Regions from separate parts of the Sus scrofa genome. Here region 2 is linked to region 1. A link is a contact called in public HiChIP or PLAC-seq data. All regions are on one chromosome and are shown on one strand. The core of a region is the stretch at or near the end of the contact, and the rest is flanking DNA. Distances in the headings are between cores, read along the strand shown.

What was found. HiChIP or PLAC-seq counts read pairs in DNA pulled down with a chosen protein or histone mark.
Region 2: a contact with region 1 is called in an H3K27ac HiChIP or PLAC-seq map of alveolar macrophages. The contact joins two enhancer-like sites. A contact is called at or near these places in 5 of 47 Hi-C or Micro-C datasets (blood, fibroblasts, liver and 2 more) and 2 of 2 datasets of contacts at active chromatin or transcription factors (alveolar macrophages and skeletal muscle).

Annotation. Positions count from the first base shown.
Region 1 is chr10:16,121,861-16,124,836 of Sscrofa11.1, reverse strand. CEP170 (centrosomal protein of 170 kDa) reads left to right here. Exons shown (of 20, transcript XM_021064150.1): 8 at 911-1,387. Among named protein-coding and RNA genes, the nearest start is that of SDCCAG8, 68 kb to the left of the region's middle. Within about 2 kb of position 1,601, at least 8 of the 83 cell types and tissues checked have an H3K27ac peak or open chromatin away from gene starts, as enhancers often do. A contact at or near this core is called in alveolar macrophages and retroperitoneal adipose tissue, where this site is marked.
Region 2 is chr10:16,257,071-16,260,046 of Sscrofa11.1, reverse strand. All of the region lies in intron 9 of SDCCAG8 (serologically defined colon cancer antigen 8), which reads right to left. Among named protein-coding and RNA genes, the nearest start is that of CEP170, 67 kb to the right of the region's middle. Within about 2 kb of position 1,491, at least 11 of the 83 cell types and tissues checked have an H3K27ac peak or open chromatin away from gene starts, as enhancers often do. A contact at or near this core is called in alveolar macrophages and retroperitoneal adipose tissue, where this site is marked.

The DNA of each region.
Region 1 (2,976 bases), core at 352-2,851:
AAAGGCACTTATTTTTATGCCTTTATATTTATCTCAGAGGCAACAGAGGAATAGTGACAGTGTTCCAGAGTTGCTTGCCTCTGCCAACTCTTCTTCTTGATCTGAGATCTGTAATTCAGCATTCACCTGGGATTTTTGACACTTAGACACATTCTCCTGTGTGGAGATGTTCATGAATTTCCTTTTGGAATTAACTGGCTAGCAACTGAATTTTCTCCTTTCACTTTGTTTCCCATGGCTGCTTGGTTTGCCGTGCTGCCAGCAGACCACATGTTTTAGCTTTACTCATTTTTTTCTTCTATATAAACTGTATCTGTCTTCTTGGATTACAATTAGTAATACAGTAGTAATGATATGTTTGTCGCTGTAATGTCTCTGAATGTGATGGTGACAAATGGTAAGTGAATCATTATGTCTAGAACATGGCTTATATATTGACATCATGTTTATTTTCTCATTTGAGGACCTGTTCTCCTTTGGAACTTTATTTGTGCTTGTAGATATTTCATATATTTCATCCTCCTTACCTGATGAGGAAATTCATATTTTTTTTTTAGTCTCTCTAGAAATGTACTTTGAGTATGCATCTCTATCTCCATTTGAGTTCAGTTCTTTTTACTTTGATAATTTCTGGATCCAAGTTGGAAAAAATATGTACCTCACCAGGCATGGTCCATCTCTTAACTGCTTCACTGTCTTTTGACATTGCTGCTGCTTATCTTGCATCTCCTATTTGTAACTGAATGCCATGTTTATAATCAAAATTATTTCTCCTCTGTGACATTTGCCATTCTTTCTCATCCAGACTTCCTTCTGATTCTCATGGAATAACACAAGTGGCCATTGCTGTATGCCCTCAAGTGCTAGAAGCTCCCAAATATTTTGAATTTTCTCTTATTTTTCTTATTAGGGTGCAGCATAGATGCCAAGCAAGTTGAGGAACAAGCTGCAGCTGCAAATGAAGAAGTACTTTTTCCTTTCTGTAGGGAACCAAGTTATTTTGAAATCCCTACAAAAGAATTTCAGCAACCATCACAAATAACAGAAAGCACTATTCATGAAATCCCAACAAAAGACACACCCAGCTCCCATACAACAGGTGCAGGGCATGCTTCCTTTACCATTGAGTTTGATGACAGTACCCCAGGGAAAGTAACTATTAGAGACCATGTGACAAAATTTGCTTCTGATCAGCGCCACAAGTCAAAGAAGTCTTCTCCTGGAACTCAAGACCTGCCGGGAATTCAAACTGGAATGATGGCACCAGAAAACAAAGTAGCTGACTGGCTAGCCCAGAACAACCCTCCTCAGATGGTGTGGGAAAGAACAGAAGAGGATTCCAAAAGTATTAAAAGTGACGTTCCGGTTTACTTGAAAAGGTTGAAAGGTAAAGTGAAATGATCATTTCAAAACTTCCTATTTTATGAAAAAGTTCATTCTTCCCAGTAACCAAACTACTATTAGGTAAATAATTATATGGTAGGAAATTTGTGCTTTTTCAAAAGTTTATATTTGATTTTAGAGCAAAGCTGTATGGCCCACATCCAACTTCCTCAATCAGAACAGTCTGCTGCTTTCACTTCCTTGCCAAAACCAGATTGGTTTTATAACTTTATATTTATGTCATTAAAGATGTTTATTTTTCCTGTGGAAATAAAAGAGTCATTCGGTTCACCAGTGGAATTCCCTAGAAGACAGTTCTCATCATTTTCTCGACTTAAGGAAAGGATACACTCAATTCTCTTCTCCATTGTTTGCTTCTCGTAAGATGGCAGGATATAAATTTTGAAAGTTTTAAGCCATTGGATAATGGCTCACACTTCTGCTTTGGCAATACCATCACATTGTTAGCAGAGCGTTGCCAACTATTCTCAGGTTACTCTTAAAACAGATTTTTTTTTTTTTTGCTTATAGATACTGGGAATTAATCGAACTAAGACTTTTTTCACTAGTAAGACTTTTATGAAAACTGCCGTTGAGTGTTTATTGGTGAAATAGTTATTAGATATGTTGTATTAGTATAACCCTTGGCCAGAGTATAACATCTTTTATACCTGTACCTCAAAGTATCAACTGATCAACTTTTTCCATTCATTTTGCCAATTAATTTAGAATTTATTGAGGACAGACTTATGCTATCTTAATTTTATTTAACAAGCTGTCTATAAGGGAAATGATTTCATGTTAATCTAACTATTCTGTTACTATACAAAAAGTTCAAGAGCTTTAAATAAATTCTCTTTGAGGTCAGAGATTATATATCACTTACCTTTTATCTTTAAAGCTTTACCTAGGACTTGAGTATGTGATAGGTACTCAGTAATTGGAATAAACTATGAATGACTTCACTATCATTGACAAGACTGACCCCATTTTAACCTGGACTTTATGCCCTGGGATTCTGATAAACTAATGAAGAAATACCTATTTCTGATTTGTTAGAAATAAGCAGTGAGTGAGATGGTATAGTTACCTAATTCTTTGTCAGGGCCTATTTCTGTATTTAATTATAATCATAAGCAATTAATTACCTGGCATATGAACTTTTGACATGGGATCAGTTTTTTTTTTCTCCTACTTGATAATAATAAATTATAATTGAGGCCTGTATGTGTACATAGATATTAAAGCTCACAAATAAAAGCTACCCATTTGTAAATTGACAATTTTTATGAATTGGATGAATAATACCGATAGCCTTGTATCATATAAAATGTAGCATGATCTTTGAAAATTTAGAAATAACATCATCTTTTTGAAACCACTCTTAATAAATGTCAAAAATGAATGTAAAAGATCCTTTTAAAAGCAACCGTTAAAAGTGCCTTGATTAGGGAGTCCCTTGGTGGCCTAGTGGGTTAAGAATCTGGTATTGTCACTGCCATAGCATGGCTTTGATCCCTGGCCTAGGACTTGCGTGCTGCAAGTGAGGCCAAAAAATGATTTTTTTAAAAAACCACCTTTCTTAAATGCTGT
Region 2 (2,976 bases), core at 242-2,741, 140 kb before region 1:
TAGATGGCAACAAATATCAAGAAACTCTAAGAACAAAGTAACAATTTCGTAACTCAGAAATAAACAAGTTGGTTTTAAAATTAAAATATGTATGCTGTTTCACTTTTTACTCCCAGAAAGCAAAATTCCTAATATATTTGAACATACCTTAGTGATATAAACTACTGGACCTGTACTGCTGTTTATATACTACTTAGAAAGCAATACTCGGTAGTTTCTCTAGTTCTTAACTATTCAAACTTCGAAAGCACTAATTACAAAAATTCATACTCATATTTAAAGCTAATAATTAACTTTAATTTAACATTTATTGTACAATTAATATATAAATAGCCAGATGAAGGATACAGTGATAGATATCACAGATCCTAGCTTTTAAGAACTTTTGGTGGAGCTATGTAAACAGCCACAAAAATGATACACAGCTCACTAGGAATACAGACTTGGAAGAGATTAATTCAAATAAGAGAGGGCTGGGGAAAATTTTTAGGAAGACTGTCACCTGAGTTGAGCCTCATAGGTTGAACAGGTATTTCACAGATGAATACAGTGCAGAAAAGTACAGCAGAAGCAATTCAGGGAAATAGTCAATTACAGTTTACGTTTCAGAAACAGCACAGGTTATAGGAAAGGAGTGTAGTGAAAGGTAAATCTAGAAACGTGGGACTCTACTATCAAAGATCTGGAACGTCATACTAGGGATTCATGTTTCCTTCTACTACACCAGGAAGGCTGCCTGAACAGGGAGATTTACAATTTAGGAAGACGTTGGCAGTGGAGTGAAAGATACACTGGAACTGAGAGAGACCTGAGTGAGACCAACTGCAAGGCTGTTGTAATAGGCCATGTGGGTTGCATAAGCGTATGCGACTACTTGAAGCCGGGGCAGGGGTACAGGAATGGAAGTTGCAGGCATAACTTAGGAAGAAGGGCCTCTGAAGAGATGGTGAGAGGCTGGCAACGGACTGGATGTCTAGAGGAGGAGCCAAGATGTTTTAAAGGATCCAAGCCAGGGTTATGGGTAAGACCATGATATTCTTATCTGAAAAAAGGTACCAGAGAGAACACGGTAGAAGGAAGAGGAGTGGTTGACAGGAGGAGGGAGAAGGGACAAGGCGCAGCGTTTGGGATGCTAATGGCATATCACCCAGGTGAAGAGGTTTAGAAGTAGATATGTAGATTTGGGGCACAGGAGAGCTGGGAGAGCTCAAGGCACCATGCGGGGGTGTTCGGATGAGGACAAGACACAAAGTCCTGAAATCCGGGCGACTTGAGAGGAAAGGCCAGGAACTGACTGTGAGGAAGGTCTGCACTTAAGGCTTGTGGAAAACAAGTTGAAAGAGGTGTGGAGGAGGAGACAAGGGCAGTGCCAAGAGAACCCACAAGGGGAAAGAATCAGATGAATCAAGGGAAAAAGATGGGCTGTTATGCTAGGACAGTAACGGCTTCCTAGAGTTTGAGTAAAATGAGGACTGAGGTGAGGTCACCGGGTTTAGTAATCAGGAAGTGACTGGTGACCATAAACTGAGCAATTCAGCAGCATGAAATCAGACTACAATTTGTTGAAAGTCTAACTACAGTGTGTTCAGAAGTGAATGCAAAGCTACAAAGGTTTAAAAAAAAAGCTAAAAAACAAGTGGAGAAGAAAGGACTGAAGATACAAAAACATGTGATGAAAAATGGCTTGGGGTCCCTGGAACTCTAGACACAGGAGATAGCAAGAACATGAGATTCGCCTTGGGAAGTAAGAGAACCAGATAAATAAGAAAGAAATGAGGAGTTCCCTTGTGGCTTAGTGGGTTAAGAATAGGGTATTGTCACTGCTTTAGCTTGGGTCACTGGATTGTCACAGAATCCAGCTTGTAGCATGGGTTCAACCCCTGGCCCAGAAACTTCTACATGCTGCAGGTATGGCCAAAAAGAAGAAAAAAAGAAAAAAAAAAAAATGAGGAGACACATTTGAGGGATGCAAAGGTGTTGAAGAAGCTCTTGTCAGTTGGTTGTTTTGATGGAATGAATACAATGAGTTTAGCATCAGGCTGTAAAATTCACATCTAAATGGAAAAGGAAGAGGAGCAGCCTGGAGACAAAGGTACAGTAAGATGTGAGAGGAGGCTGAAGCACTAGAGGCAGTTATGAGGACACGGACTAGATTTAACTGGGACAGGGAGGAAGAGAAAAGGCTTGGTGTTAGAGCTTGAGATCTCGTGGACGCGTCAGTTCAGGCGGGAGGGACAGGTCAGAGGTCAGGAAGGCCAAGTGTGGCGGGACCAAGGTGTTGCAGAGGTTAACCCCACGGACGGTGAAACCTTTCAGGCTGATGAAAAGAGATGAAGCAGAGGGTGCTAAGGACTGAATGTCTGTGCCTCTCCAAAATTCAGATATTGAAACCTAACCCCCAGTGATGCAAATAAATAGTGGGCCCTACGGGAGGGGATTAGGTCATGAGAGTAGATCCCTCATGAATGGGACGAGCGCTCTTCTAAAAGAGACTCCAGAGAGCTCCCGCGCGGCCTCCGCCATGTGAACGCACAGCGAGAAGACAGCTGCTTGTGAACCAGAAAAACTCCAAATCTACCAGTGCCTTGATCTTGGACTTCCAGAACTGTGAGAATCAATGTTTGTAGTTTAAGACATGCTGAGTGTATAAAAGATATTACAATGTTATAAACTGAAGTAATGAAACAGATGATTTTCTTTTAAAAAAGTGTCAAATAGTCTTCTAGATTGAGAGTTTATACTGATTAAAATTAGGGAGAGAAGAGAAAAATGATTTCAAAGAGACATGGTAACCTGATTTTGAAGCGGAATTAGACGTAGGTACCAAAGCAAAGGCCCGTGAATGGCAGGAAGGAGTGGAGGGTGTGCCGAGCCCTCCAACACAGCCAGGCGAGATGAAATGATGGCAAAGGGCTTCGCTGGAGGTTTTGAGGGTCATGATATCATCAAAGGGCAGCTACACTTCAATACAAATGA